Regions from separate parts of the Sus scrofa genome. Here region 2 is linked to region 1. Evidence: chromatin contacts called from public HiChIP or PLAC-seq data. All regions are on one chromosome and are shown on one strand. The core of a region is the stretch at or near the end of the contact, and the rest is flanking DNA. Distances in the headings are between cores, read along the strand shown. Region 1 has its middle 76 kb from the start of BOD1. Region 2 has its middle 44 kb from the start of STC2.

Evidence for each region. HiChIP or PLAC-seq counts read pairs in DNA pulled down with a chosen protein or histone mark.
Region 2: an H3K27ac HiChIP or PLAC-seq map of skeletal muscle shows a contact between it and region 1. The contact joins two enhancer-like sites. A contact is called at or near these places in 6 of 47 Hi-C or Micro-C datasets (alveolar macrophages, embryonic fibroblasts, heart right ventricle and 3 more) and 1 of 2 datasets of contacts at active chromatin or transcription factors (skeletal muscle).

The regions. Positions count from the first base shown.
Region 1 is chr16:50,807,176-50,814,584 of Sscrofa11.1, forward strand. No RefSeq gene overlaps it. Among named protein-coding and RNA genes, the nearest start is that of BOD1, 76 kb to the left of the region's middle. Within about 2 kb of position 1,911, at least 5 of the 83 cell types and tissues checked have an H3K27ac peak or open chromatin away from gene starts, as enhancers often do. A contact at or near this core is called in skeletal muscle, where this site is marked.
Region 2 is chr16:51,029,769-51,036,828 of Sscrofa11.1, forward strand. No RefSeq gene overlaps it. Among named protein-coding and RNA genes, the nearest start is that of STC2, 44 kb to the left of the region's middle. Within about 2 kb of position 3,508, at least 17 of the 83 cell types and tissues checked have an H3K27ac peak or open chromatin away from gene starts, as enhancers often do. A contact at or near this core is called in skeletal muscle, where this site is marked.

The DNA of each region.
Region 1 (7,409 bases), core at 661-3,160:
ATGGAAACTTCCTTGGTCTTCCTACTTCTGCTGCCCACTCGTGCTGCTCTGCATGCCTATGACAACCTGTTGCCACCACAGCTTTTGGTCTCTTGGTCTCCTGTGGTTATCCAGGCTTGTAGGGCACACAAGGCCAGTGATGTCACAGTGTCTCCTCGGAGCCAGTCAGGCCCGTGCTGTCCCTGCTTCCCTTCCTGCTGCACCCAATAGGCATGAATGACAAAGGCCAATGACCCAGTGGGTCTGTGATTTCAAGGAGGAACTCTGAAATCCAGCTTCCTGGGTCAAAGGGCAGTTCTGCTCCTTGTTACTTTTGTGACCTTGGGCAAGTATGTTCTGCCTCTGAGTCTTCTGTCCCTCCTCTGTTAGTTTGGGAGAATACGGTAACTACTTTCCGGGGATATTGTAATGAAAAAAGGAGATGGTCAGTACGAAGAGCTTAGTGCAGGCCCTGTTATAGAGTAAGTGCCCATTAAATGCTAACTTACAGCATTAAAACTACTACATTTAGCATGGTTAAGCAATGAGATCGTACTGTACAGCACAGGGAACCATCTCCATCCTCTTGGGATAGAACATGATGGAAGATGATATGAGAAAAAGAATGGGTATATATGTAGGATTGGGTCACTATGCTGTATAGCAGAAATGGCCACAATACTATGAATCAACTACACTCTAATAAAAATAAAATAAAATTTAAAAACTGTTTATGTGTGAAGCAGTTTTCACAATAGGTTGGAGGAGGGAAGCCCAGACCCACAAATAGGTCATTTTGACATGACGTGTCACGGCCGGGATGGAGAGCCTTGTGGAATGGCATCCGCCCATCAAGGCTTCGGATGAGACTCTCCAGAGGAGAGGCCACCAACTGACTGTCAAGGATGGCACAAGCCCCCTCACATTTATGAGACACTGTTTGGGGTTATTCTGAGATTGCTTTTCACATAGATTTACTTTGTCTCTTGCAACTTGAGGTCTTGAAGTCTTTTTCAACTACAAAGTGTTCACCATATCTTAGCCCTCTGCTTGCTCACTGAATCCCACCCTGGGGTCTCAAGCGCATCAGTCATAGCTATGCTCACCTAAAGATCTGAGTTTTTCCTTAAGTATTTGGAAGACAAAGAAGGAAGATGAGCACGAGCCACTAAGGAACACCTTTTACGATGCCAAGCATCTCCCTCATATTATGGGTTTTAATACACACAGTAGTCCTTTGAGATTACCATGCTACGGTAATCCCATTTCACAGATGTAAAGACTAAGGGTCAGAGAGGAAATGTAGGTACCCAAGTCAACACAACACAAGATGACAGGCTGGAGTCTGTTCCCAGGTTGATCTTGGCCTTAAGCCTTCCCCAGCGCCCAAATCACTATTTTACATTGTTAGGAGATTTAAAAAGAGGAAGAACTGCAAGGTATATCACAGAAGGAAATGAGGTTGGACCCACAGTGGTCTCTGGAGTCATTTTCCTCTGAGTCTCCTGACTTCTTCCTGACTCCCAATGTCAATAATCAATCAACAGATCAATGAAGTCTCTTTCCATTAGCTGAGCAGGCATTCATTTGCTTTTCTAAGTCCCATTCAAGAAGCTGAAATCCCTTTCTTTCTTCCTGCTCAATTCATTTCTGGCCTGGATGGAGCGCCTTCGTGCTGGAAACCATACTGCATTTTTTGGCAGCGTTTCCACCTTGGCCTTCCCAAAGCCCTTCTCACCCACTACTAGCCAAACCAGGGACATGCACCCAAAGGGGCAGAACTGACCGGTCAGCCTCACCAGACCCAAGTCAATATAACTCACAGCCCAAGACTTAATTTAGAACCTCCCCCCGCCGCCACCATGTACCTTGGCGCTTATGTCTGTGGCTATCTTTCTGGCATGAGGATTTCTGCCAAGGTTATTTTCATGCTGACTGACACCTCTGTCTATTCTGGGAAAATATCTCTGGAGAGAAGCAGCTGGTGCCCAGGTCCCAAGACCTCTGGAATGTTCTATTGGACCATCTATGGTACACTGGTTTTCTGGGTGGGAATCCCTATTGTGAACTCTATAGAGACCTGGAGAGATTTTTTGCCCCCCCTCACACAAGTTAGAGGCAACTAAGGGCCCCCAGCCTTTGCTGATTCACATTTCTAATCGATCTACTGAAACAAACCATAAAAAGGAACGAAGTACTGATAAGCCAGACACCATGGTTGAACCTTAAAACACGATGCAAAGTGGGAGAAGCTGGGCACAAACTGTCACAGATGGTATGATTTCATTTACACGACATACCCAGAATAGGCAAATCCACAAAGACAGAAAGCAGGCTGGTGATTACAAAAGGGCTGGAGACAGCGGGGATGGGGAGGGGTGACTGCTTAAAGGGTATGGGGTTTTCTTTGGGAGTGATGAAAATGTTTTGAAATTAGATAGAGGTGGTGGCTTCTCAACATTGTGCAGGCACAATATGCCACTGAACCGAACTGTACACTTTAAAATGGTTCATTTTTTTTACACACATTTCATCTCCATTAAAAACAACAGCAACAAATCACTGCAGAAAGGACTTGACCTGGTTGACAGTGCTGCATACATGCATCAAGACACAAAATGAATGCAGTAAGAAATCGGAAGCAGAGGAAGTGGGGTAGGAAAGGAGAATGAATCCTGAGCATGCTTTTGACATGCAAACTACAAGTCTGGAGCTATCATTTGATTGTAAGAAGCAGTAACGATTTCAATGTGAGCTTCCCAGTGGGTGAAGCAAAAAGCAGGACATGAGTTCTTCCAAAATTTGAAGAGTCAGGTTATCAGAAAATGCTCTATTGAAGGTCAGAGGAATTTTCTTTTTCTTTCTTTTTTTTGTCTTTTTGCCATTTCTAGGGCCACACTCGTGGCATATGGAGGTTCCCAGGCTAGGAGTCGAATCGGAGCTACAGCTGCCGGCCTACAACAGAGCCACAGCAACGCGGATCTGAGCCATGTCTGCAACCTACACCACAGCTCATGGCAACGCCGGATCCTAAACCCACTGAGCAAGGCCAGGGATCGAACCTGCAACCTCATGGTTCCTAGTCAGATTCGTTAACCACTGAACCATGACGGGGACTCCCGGTCAGAGGAATTTTCTCCCGGGAGTCCCAAAGAAGTCATTTGTGGAGTAAAAGAGCTGGGTGCCCACTGGAGACAGGGTCTCCTGCTGAGCTCCTCTGTCTGGCCACTCACACACCAAAGCTCAAATACCAGTCTTTTCCTAAAAGAAGCAGGCTCAGCAAACCTCCTAGCCCATCCCTCCCAGATCCATAAAGGAAACAATCCCATTCAGAAAAGTGTGAGACCCACAGACCACCCCCCCCCAATAAACCAGACAGTATATCATTCACCAGTCATTTCACCCAATATTTGATGGGCATCTGTAGCCCGCCCTGCTTAGGCTCCAGGGGTACAATAGTCAGCAAAGCGTGACTTCTAGAATGGGAGAGAGAGATTATTTTTTTTTAAATCGCATAAACATGTAATTGCTAACAGTGCTTAGTATGAAGAAAAAAGCAGAGGAAATGGTGTGCCCGGATAACAGTGGAGGAACAAGTAGTGGCTGTGTTTGGAGGAAGGCTTCTCTTAAGGGAGTGCCATCTGAGATGAGACCAGAAGGAAAAATTAGACTGGAAGAGAGAAGGAAAGGCTTCCAGAGAGAGGAAAGAGCATGAGCAAAGGCCCTGAGGTGGGAGGGAGGAGCCCCAGGATGCCATGAAGTGACAGAAGGTCAGTGTCACTAAAGCAGAGAGTGACAGAGTGGAGAAAAGTGGCAAAGAGATGCACAGAGGTCAGGTCACGGCAGATCGAGGAGGGAGAGGAGAATGCACAGGTCCAGCTGCACCACTGCTCACGCTGGGGCTTGGAGGACCATGAAAACATGGCCACCAGGATGGGGAAAGAAGCTGTTTTCAAGGACTGAAGGATGTTAGGATGTTGTTTTATTCAGCAGTCTCCAGGCACAGGGAGGAGGATTGCAGAATGAACCAGACTCTTGTCTTACTGGTAATATTGGACCAGAGAGTTCGCACCTTTCCCCTAGCGAGGCTTCCTGGCTACATCTCTATGTATCATTGGCGTGTGTACCCAAGGTACTGTTGATTATTCTTCAGTGTTTACCTCTAATATTGGCAGGATCTTGCCTCACATCCCAAGAAATCTGGAGAACTGTTGGCTTCCATAGCAACCATTTTTTAAGCCTTTATCACAGGCTAGACCCTTCAGACATCACAAGTGCCATGGGAGATAGGCACTACTAGCTACATTTTAAAGATGAGAAATCTGAGACCAAGGGAGTTTGGAGTGTTTGCTTAGGTGACACAGGTAAGAAGTGGAAAATCCGGATGGGAGCCCAGGTCTTCCTGGCCCCTCAGTCTGCTGCCTCTTCAACCACAGCTCAGAGCTCGTCTGTCTGGCAACCCCTGAGGTCACCCATGGTAGGCCTCTCCTCTATGCCTCCAACCAAGTGGTAGACCTTAAGAAAGACACTGGATTATGCTTCCCTTTTAAAACAAAACAAAGGAGTTGTCTGACTTGGGGTTTCCAAAATGCATTCCTCAGCATTTTAGTCCCTCAAAGTTCTCTGTGAGAAAGAGATCCCACAGTCAAATCCACTGGAGAAGCCTTGAATACTCAGTCTCCCTCGCGGTGATTCACATGTGGTTAAGGCTTTGAGAAATCTCACACAGGCTGGCGTTCTCCACACCTATTTAACCACGGTGTGAAATTCCTAAGATCACCCTGGAAATTGATGTTCCAAAGCACACATTTTAAGAAGCACTAAACTTGAATACCCAAACTCTGGTTGCTGTCTTTATGTACCATTCTAGGCGCTGGAAATAATATAAATGATCAGGATAAATGGACCCTGTCCTTAAAGAAATCTGACCCTGGTGGGTGACATAAATATGTCTACAGTGAATTATAATGTCCAGTGCTAAGTGCCTCGCCTCATGCCAAGGGATAGGCACTTGTTGGATGAACGAGGGCTGGAAAAGATATCAGAGTGGAGTCACTGAGATGACCCAGCAGAAGGAGCAGTGCATCCTGCGTGGGTGGAAAGGCATGGGGATGGTCGGAAGGACCGGACAGAAGAGGTCACCAAGTGGGACCTTGAAAGATAAGCCAAAAAGGGAAGTGGAAGAGGAGATGATGGGGACTTTGGAGCCAAGGAGTTGGATCAAGCCAGGCACAGAATGTTCAGGAAATGGTGAGTAATCTGACAAAGCTGAATAGGAACTCCGCAGTGGGTGTGGGGGAAACAGGGGCAAGGGGTGGGGTTCAGAACACTCTCTGAGAGAACATCCTTCTCCAAAAGGCTATGACTTTTTGAACTCAAGGACCTTCACTGCTCTCTTGTCTGTGACACAGTGAGAATTCCTGATCTAGATTTTCTGACCACACCCTGCTGCTCTCCAAGGGTTCAACCACAAGGGTTCAGCCAAGCTCTAACCACAAAGAGAGGAGACACCATAGTCAGAAAGTAAAATCCAACCCCAAATTTACTTTCCAGTTTTCCTTATCTGGGTCTCCAAAGGTTACCTGGAGCCCTGCTTCTCCATTAAGAATACTTTAGGCTGCAAGTAATAGAAAATCCTATTAAAGCGACTTAAGTAATTTTTTTACTGTGGGATGGGAAGGATCAGGGTGGGTGGGAATACTTGTACCAACCCCACAGTGCCCTCTTTCAGGTATCTGCCCCAAAGCATCAGTCATCTGGTCAACCCAACTGCCACGCTAGCCCTCTCCCTCACCAGGAAGGAGTTTGTTTTTCTTACATAATATAGATGGAGGTAGAATGTTATGGCTATAATTCAGCAGCTCAGAGGTGTCAGGACCACAATCCCTGCAGTTTGTTCCACTTTTCCATCTCGTTTCAAGATGCCAGCGATGGTTGACCTGCCATGTCTGTGCTCAAGGTAGAAATAAGGGGGAAGGGAAGAAGTACATGCTTTCCACAGAGCTCCCAAATCTCTCCCACATGCACGTTTCACTGTCAAGAACATGATATATGACTTCCCCTAGATATAAGGATGTCTGAGAAAGTGTGTATATCATTGGGAACTGAGTTCATTGCTGCTCTAAGCAAAATCAGAGTGTTGTCAGCAAAGCACGGGCATGTGGATACTGTGTTATTCATAAACAGTGTCTGTTATCCACAGGCAATATATTTTTGCTGCCCTCTTGGGTGGAATTCTTGGTGTGGGCCCCATGACAGAGTTCAGCTCCCATAAGATGATTGCTTCTTGGACATTTCTGCAAACTACTCACTCCCCACTTAAGGTTAACACAAAAAGAATTTTACTGTTTATGCGATTCAAATGGACTCTGTGGGAATGGAAGGGTTTCTTTAAAAGACCTCAGGAAAAAGGCACAACTAATTATGTGCCTTAAGCACAACACACGGTCAACTCTGACCAGGGTACTCAGAGTACAGGACAACCCGTGCTCTTGGGGATGTAATGCTCTGCCCTTCTCAGCAGAAACCAGACATAAGCAGCATCTTTAGAATCTTCTCTTTCCCTTGGGCTAGGGTGGGGATGAGACTTCTTGTATTGCTTGAGAAAAGTTTAGAGATATTTAAAAGGAAGGTTCAAAATAGATATACAGAGAATAAAGGACAGAGAGGCAGGGAGGTCTGCTGGGTGTAAAATTACAGTTGTGTCTCTTTCTTTGATGTTCTTACTTTCTGTTTCCTAAAATATTTTCATCATGAAGGCTCAGTGCCCTATTCTTTTTCTGTCTTTCATTTGAAATCTTTAGAGTAGGATAATAGTGTCTGCCTTTCATTTGAAATCTTTAGAGTAGGATAATAGTGTCTGTCCTCCATTGAATGTTTATCCTATACCAGATATAATACTAAATGCTTTACATGCTCCATCTTATTGGGCCTCACAAGTCTCCTGAAGAATAAGAACTATCATCATCTCATCTTGCAGATGAGGAAACTGAGGCTCAGAGCAACAAAATAACATGCCCAGGGCTATTGCAGAGCTGGTACTGAGCTCCTCACCACCATTCAGGCGTACCATTCCTGTCGGCTACTGTTCTTAAAACTAAAATGGATCTTTAACTCAGAGCAGTGCAAAGACCTGAGTGGTGGCCCAGGCCTCGGGGCAGCCAGCCTCTATGCCTAGCACAGGAACTCACAAGAAGCTGAGCCCCATTCTGCTCCCTGCCAGCTCTGAGCCACAGTGCTTGATACCATAGTCTGTTTATCTGCCTTCTTCACTCTAGAGGTAGGCATGGGGCAAGGGAACCAATGCAGAGGGAGCTGCAGCTCAAGCCAGGTCTTGAGTGATATTTGATTTAAGTAGCACTGATTCACATGATGGTTCAAGAGAAAATCTAGGACACTGTAGTGGTCTGCCCTGTAGTCGGCAGATTTGA
Region 2 (7,060 bases), core at 2,258-4,757, 220 kb after region 1:
AGAGAGACACAGAAACCCTCCGTTCATCACCTATGGGTTCCGGTGGCTGCTGGGCAAAGTCCAGTACAAACCAGGGGACACCCGCCCTTTGGTGGAGTCCCAGTGGTGTCCCAGGCCCCAGGCAAGGAAGGGGCCACCCCAGCAGCAGAGATACCACCCGCAGCTCTAAAGTGACCAGGGGACCAGGGGAGCCAGAGCCAGAGAGCTGTCTCTTCTAACTCAGAGGAAAACAGTCCTGCTTATGATATGATTTTAAGTTATGAATGAAAATATAAATTTATACTTACTGGGTGATCTTTTATTCTTTTTACAAAAAACGTCTGCATGTTATAAAATTGCAGGAAAAGTCTGGACATATGTTAAATGTAAATTCGCATGTGGTAGGATTTTTAATATACTTTTCTATATATTCCAATTTTTTCACAATTATCCTGAAATACCTTTATCGTGGGGGAGAGGACAAGGCAGAAGGCATGTTTACATGCTTTGGAAAATTGAAAACACTTCCTGTGATGTACAGTGGCGTTGTGGTAAGGGAACGAGCCTTGAACTTGAGACCAAAAGCCTAGGTCATCCACTCACAGGCTGGGCATCCTTGGGCAAGCCACCTCCCTAACCCCCATCTGTCCTCTATAAACTAGAAATAATATTTTTGGTCATGCCCCCTGCATGCAGAAGTTCCCAGGTCGGGGATCAAGCCCTAGCCATAGCAGTAACCATGGCAGTGACAACACCAGGTCCTTAACCCACTGAGCCACCAGGAAACTCCCAAACTAAAGACAGTTTTAGCTACCCTACCTCACAGTGTTGTCTGAAAGCTAAATGAGATCACATATATGTGAAAATACCAATCTGGAGTGAGTCCTACTGAATGTTCTTTCAGTGAATAGTGTGTTACATATTTAGTATTGAGCAGTTCCATGCAAGTAGCAGAAACCCAACTTAATACAGTTTAAGAAGAATAAGAGGACAAAATCTGTTAAGTTACAAAACTGAGAAGATAAGGGTTTCAGGCATAGCTGTATCAGGCTCCTCAAATGGTATCGCTAGAGATCTGCCTTCTCTTTCTCTCAGTTCTTTTTTCCCCTATAATGGCTCAAATCTCAGGCAGACTCTTCTGGAAGCAGGCCTCAGCGCACATCTCACCATCTTGGGTCTCAGGACCCTTAGCAGGGAGAGTATTTCTCTTTCCCAGTAACTCCAACAGAAGTTCCTTGGCCCTAATGCAAACACTGAGGCAAGGGTCTGACGGTCAGGCCTGGGAAGACACAAGCACTCCCCTTGGAAAGGAGGTCAGAGGCTGCCCCACTCAAACCATGTGATTATGGGAGGCGTTTCCCCAAAGGAAACGTTCGATACAATTACCAGAGAAAGGGAGAAATGGCAGGCAGCCCCAGCATGCACCCTCATCGATAACATAGCACCATGGCTGCCACGAACATACAGCCACAGCTCCTTTAAGACAGAGATTCTGACGATTAGCTTAGATACCACTGCCGAGAACCACCTCGGGGTGGAAGGAAGGAGCCCCGGCTGGGACTGGAGAGATGGGACTTCTCCTTGCAGCTGGTCTTGTGTGACCTTGAGCAAAGCCATGAGGTCTGGCTAGACCTCAGGTTCTTCACTTGTCCCAGCAGAGTGTGCATGAACAGCCCCACTCACCTGCCTCCAGGCCCAAGCACTTAGCAAATGAGCAGAGGACCAGTCTTGCCCCCACCCCACCCCCAGCTCCTGTCCCCGCCCCTGGGCACAAGTCTGCTTAGAAGGCCAGGCTGGGAGTTCCCCTTGTGGCTCAGTGAAATGAGTCTGACTAGCATCCATGAGGATGCAGGTCTGATCCCTGGCCTCGCTCAGTGGGTTAAAGATCCAGTGTTGCTGTGAACTGTGGTGCAGGCCGAAGACACAGCTCAGAGCTGGCATTGCTGTGGCTGTGGTGTAGGCCGGTGGCTACAGCTCCGATTAGACCCCCTAGCCTGGGAAGTTCCATATGCCAAGGGTGCGACCCTAAAAAGACATACATACATACAAGAAGGCCAGACTGCCTCATCATGCTGTAAGTTAGCCCCGTGATACCAGGTCTTCTGGTCTTTCAAGGTTTTCCATGCAATCTCCTGACTTTGCAATGCTGAAAACTGAGTTTGTGGCCCTGGTGGCTGGACACCCCTGGAACTGTGACCCGTTGTGAGATCTTCGGAGCTGTATGCTTTGGCGGGTGGCTTGGATGGTATGTGGATTACAGCTCAAGACGGCTATTACCAGTGAATTCAAAAGCTTACTAAAATGATTCTGCACTTTAAAAAAGAATGAAGTCCCAGAGCATGCAGCAACGTGATGGACTTTGAAAACCTCATGCAACGTGAAGGCAGCCGGTCACAAAGGGTCACCTGTCATAGGATTCTGTTGATATAACACGTCCAGAATAGGTGAAGAGCCTTGGTGGTGGTGGTAGCCAGGGTCTGGGGGGAGGGAGAGAGGAGTTTCCTTCTGGGGTGATCAGAATGTTTTAAAACTCGATGGAGGTGACAATTGTCCAACGTCGTGGAAGTACTCAATGCCACTGAACTGTACACTCTAAAATGGTGATTTTTGGCGTTCCTGTCGTGGCGCAGTGGTTAACGAATCCGACTAGGAACCATGAGGTTGCGGGTTCGGTCCCTGCCCTTGCTCAGTGGGTTAACGATCCGGCGTTGCCGTGAACTGTGGTGTGGGTTGCAGACGCGGCTTGGATCCCGCGTTGCTGTGGCTCTGGTGTAGGCCAGCGGCTACAGCTCCGATTCGACCCCTAGGCTGGGAACCTCCATATGCCGCAGGAGCGGCCCTAGAAAAGGCAAAAAGCCAAAAATAAATAAATAAATAAAATGGTGACTTTTCTGTCGTAGGAATTTTGCTTCAATTTTTTAAAAAGTTTCTTAAAACATTCTGCTCGCCAAAGAAAACATATCCGTGGACCGAAGTGGGCCCAGCGGTTTGTATTCTCACGAAGGTCCCTTCTGCCTCTCAGATCCCACGTTGCCGGGGACAAGATGTCACCTCCCGTCAAGGGAGCTATGGCAGCCTGACCACAGTTACGGCCAAGAGGAAAGAGGCATTCTGTCTCCTGGAAGCAGAGCCTCCCCAAGATAATTTGAGGCCATAAAATAAAAGTCTGCTGGCGCTGGACCCAGGCCAGGGGGTTCGTTTGTTTTTTTGTTGTTGTTGTCGTTTTTTTCTAACTGCCCTTTGCCACAATGAAGGGCAACGAATTGCATCTGGGTGACAGCAAATGGACCCTGTTGACACGGCCCAACTTTAATTTTTGTGAAGTTAATAATTAGGCTGTCATCCCTCTGCTCCAGAGCAATTAGTGGCCTGCCGAGGGGATGAATGGGCCCTATTATCAGGGGAATTATAAATAGAAGGCGGCCCGGGGTGGCTGGGAGCTCTGCACAGCGTCAGCCCTGCCCTCTCGCACGCACCACGGTCCCCACCAGCCCGACTGTGATCACTTGCCTCCAGCTGACAGCTTGAATCCCAGCTGCCATCCGAAAGGGCTCTAAATTCTGCCTCTGTCATCTGAGCCTGACTTTTTATGCTGTCCAGAGCCGGGCCCAGCAGCCCAGCTGAGCCGAGGAGAGCCCGCGGGAGATAAAGGCCTTTGTTTCCGCGGCCTCCCGACTCCAGGGTCTGGAAGTGTCTGGTGCTGAGCAGGAGGACCTGGGCTCAGCCTGACAGGCCAGGGTGTTGGGGACACTGAGTGACAGCCTGCTCAGTGATTCCCCAGGTCAGCTCAGGTTCCCGGCCAGGAGTGGTGGCCCCCAGAGGTCCAGCCAGGGCGGGAGGCGGCCCAGGTTCAGGGTGGGGTCCTTCCTTTGCTCGTCTGGCTTCTTCCAGCATCTTGGACAAGTTCTGAACCTTCTCTGCACACGCACGAAATCGGATTGAAACAGAGTGTGGGGGTTCAAGAAGAAAAAGCCTTTTTCACTGTGAGCGGGAAAAAAATGCAAATATTTACACCCAGAAATAATTATAATAATAGCTAACATTTTACAACGTTTCAACGCACCAGGCTCTATTTTTTTACAAAAGTATTGTTTTAGCTGACGCATAGTTGATTTGCATGTTGTGTTAGTTGTGTTAGGTTTTGCGGTAGAGTAAGGTAAGCAAAGAATATACATAAAAGAATATATATATCTGAATATGTATATAAAAGAATACATATATTCTTTTGTATATTCTTTTCCATTATGGTTTATTATAGGATATTGACCATAGGAGCCCAGGCCACTTTTTTTTCTTCCTTTTTTGGCTGCACCTGTGGCACATGGAAGTTCCAGGGCCAGGGGTCTCAAATTCAAGCCGTGTCTGCCACCTACAACACAGCGGAGGCAACGCCAAATCCTTAACCCGCTGTGCTAGGCCAGGGGTCGAATCGGCAGTGTGGCAGAAACAAGACAGATCATTAACCCCCTGCGCCATAGCAGGAAATCCCACCAACCACTTTTATATGTGACTCCTTTATGCTTCCCCCAATAGCCCTTTGGGACAGGTACTATTATTGCTCCCGTTTCACAGGTTTGTAAACTAAGGCAGCAGTTTTGCTAACTTGTCCAAGTCATACAATCAGGAGGTAAAATTCGAAACTGCTCTAGCTTGTCTATGCTCTTAACTCTTATCTCTCCGGCTTGTACATTAGTCAGTGAATGAAGCTGACCCGTCAGGATGGAGCGGTGGGGATTGCGGGGCCCTGGCAGCAAAACATCCAGGCTAGAGGAGGCAGCGGGCCAGCCGATGGGTTGCCTTACAGGGACGAGGACTTGATTTTTTCCAAGAGAAGCAGAAATCTAAATTTAACATGAAATTTGATTTTCAAATGTTGGCCACTAACGCAGAGCTTTTCAAAAACACCAATGCCGTCCAAACAAAGGCCCTCTTTGAAGGACCCCTTTGCTCTTCTGATGCAGAACAGGGTTCCTGACTTGCACTTCTGGCCTCACTGGGATTCGGTCTGAGTCACGGGCAGCTTCTTCACTCTGCGGGGCATCTTTCCACCGAGAGAAGTGGAGAGCGAGAGAACGGTCAACCCACAGTCCAAGGCTGAGCTCTACCCATAGCTGCGTGACTTTGGACAAATTCCTTACCCTTTCTGGGCCCCCAATTTTCTCCTTTGTTAAATAGTGATGTGGGGGAGTTCCTGTCGTGGCTTAGTGGTGAACAAACCTGACTAAGAACCATGAGGTTGCAGGTTCAATCCCTGGCCTCGCTCAGTGGGTTAAGGATCCGGCATTGCCATGAGCTGTGGTGTAGCTCGCAGACGGGGGTTGGATCCTGCATTGGTGTGGCTGTGGTGCAGGCCAGCGGCTACAGCTCCGATTGGACCCCTAGCCTGGGAACCTCCATATGCCATGGGAGCGGCTCTAAAAAGACAAAAGGACGAAAGGGGGGGGGGATGTTAATTCCCTCGTGGTAGAATTATTGGGGGCCTGGATAAAAAGGTGCAGGGACTGAGCCTGATCACTTTAAGGCTCCTCCTCTCTGAGGGAGCCTCCCCACGCAGGCAGCGGTCTGTGGGGGCAGGGAGAAGGAAACGCGCCCCATCCTCTGCAGCCACCTGCCCATCGCACGGCTGCTGCCCCCGCCTTCTGCCCGCCCCCTCACACCGGCCGCAGTGTCAGGACAAACGGAGCCTGCCTACCCGTCTCTGCTGGCCTCGACGTCACACCTCCCAGACTGGAGACTCCCCACCTGCCTGGACCAGGAGAGGATGCACGCCAGCCTCTCCCACGACACACAATTTTAAAATGAGAAATATTAAAAGAGTAGAAAATGCACCCCCGCCCCCGCATCCCCATACATAATTTGATGCATAATTCTTTCTATACATCGAACCAGAAATGATATACAGTATGTTTTTTATGAACCAGAAACCGGCGGTACGTTATAATTATCTCTTTTTTTTTTTTTTACATTTTACTGGAGTAGAGTTGATGTACCATGTTGTGATAACTTCTGCTGAACAACAAAGCGATTCAGTTATATACATATACATCTATCCAATTTTTTTCGGATTCTTTTCCCACATAGGTTGTTGCCAACTACTGAGTAGAGGTCTCTCTGCGGGCTCACAGCTCTTTGATTTCCTCTCTCTTGGACGTCTTTCCATGTTAGCGTACGCGACTGTATTCTTGTGAACGGTGCTACAGAGTTTCATTATTTTTTACAATAGTCCCCTGTAGGAGGGCATTGCTTGCTGACCCAAGCAGTGCCACCAAGAGTATCCTTCTACCTATAATTTTGGGAGTTTAGCGGGGGGTGGGGAAATGTTCATTTTTGGTTAATTCTCTTTTTCTTTTCAGGGCCGCACCTGCAGCATATGGAAGTTTCCAGACTAAGGGTCAAATCGGAGCTGCAGCTGCCAGTCTACGCCACAGCCACAGCCACAGCCACACTGGGATCCGAGCAGCTTGAGGCAACACCAGATGCTTAATCCACTGAGCAAGGCCAGGGATCAAACCTGCATCCTCATGGATACTAGTTGGGTTCTTAACCCACTGAGCCACACCTGGAACTCCTTGGCTAATTCTTAGATGTAGAAATGCTGAGTCAGAATGGCTGATGGAGTTAGGAGTCCCTTCATTTTTTTTGACTTACTCAAGGCACTGCAATTTTTAAAAATGTATTTAGTAAGAAAAGCAAAGAACTCTAAAGCAAATATCACAAACTATTAAAAACATCTTTGTGACCCACTCAGATATCATGACTTATCACAATCGGTTGCTGTGTGCAGTTAGTTTACAGACCGTGGGATTAAAATTCAGAGCTCTCAGGAGTTCCCGTTGTCGTTACAGACCTGACTAGTATCCATGAGGATGCGGGTTCCATTCTTGACCTCACTCCACTGTTGCTGTGATGAGCTATGGTGTAGGTCACAGACTAGGCTCGGGGATCCCGAGTTGCTGTGGTTGTGGCTTAGGCCGGCAGCTGCAGCTCCAATTCAACCCTTAGTCTGGGAATTTCCATATGCCGCAGGTGCAGCCCTAAAAAATAAAAAGTAAATTTTTTCCATTAAAAACAATAAAATGTA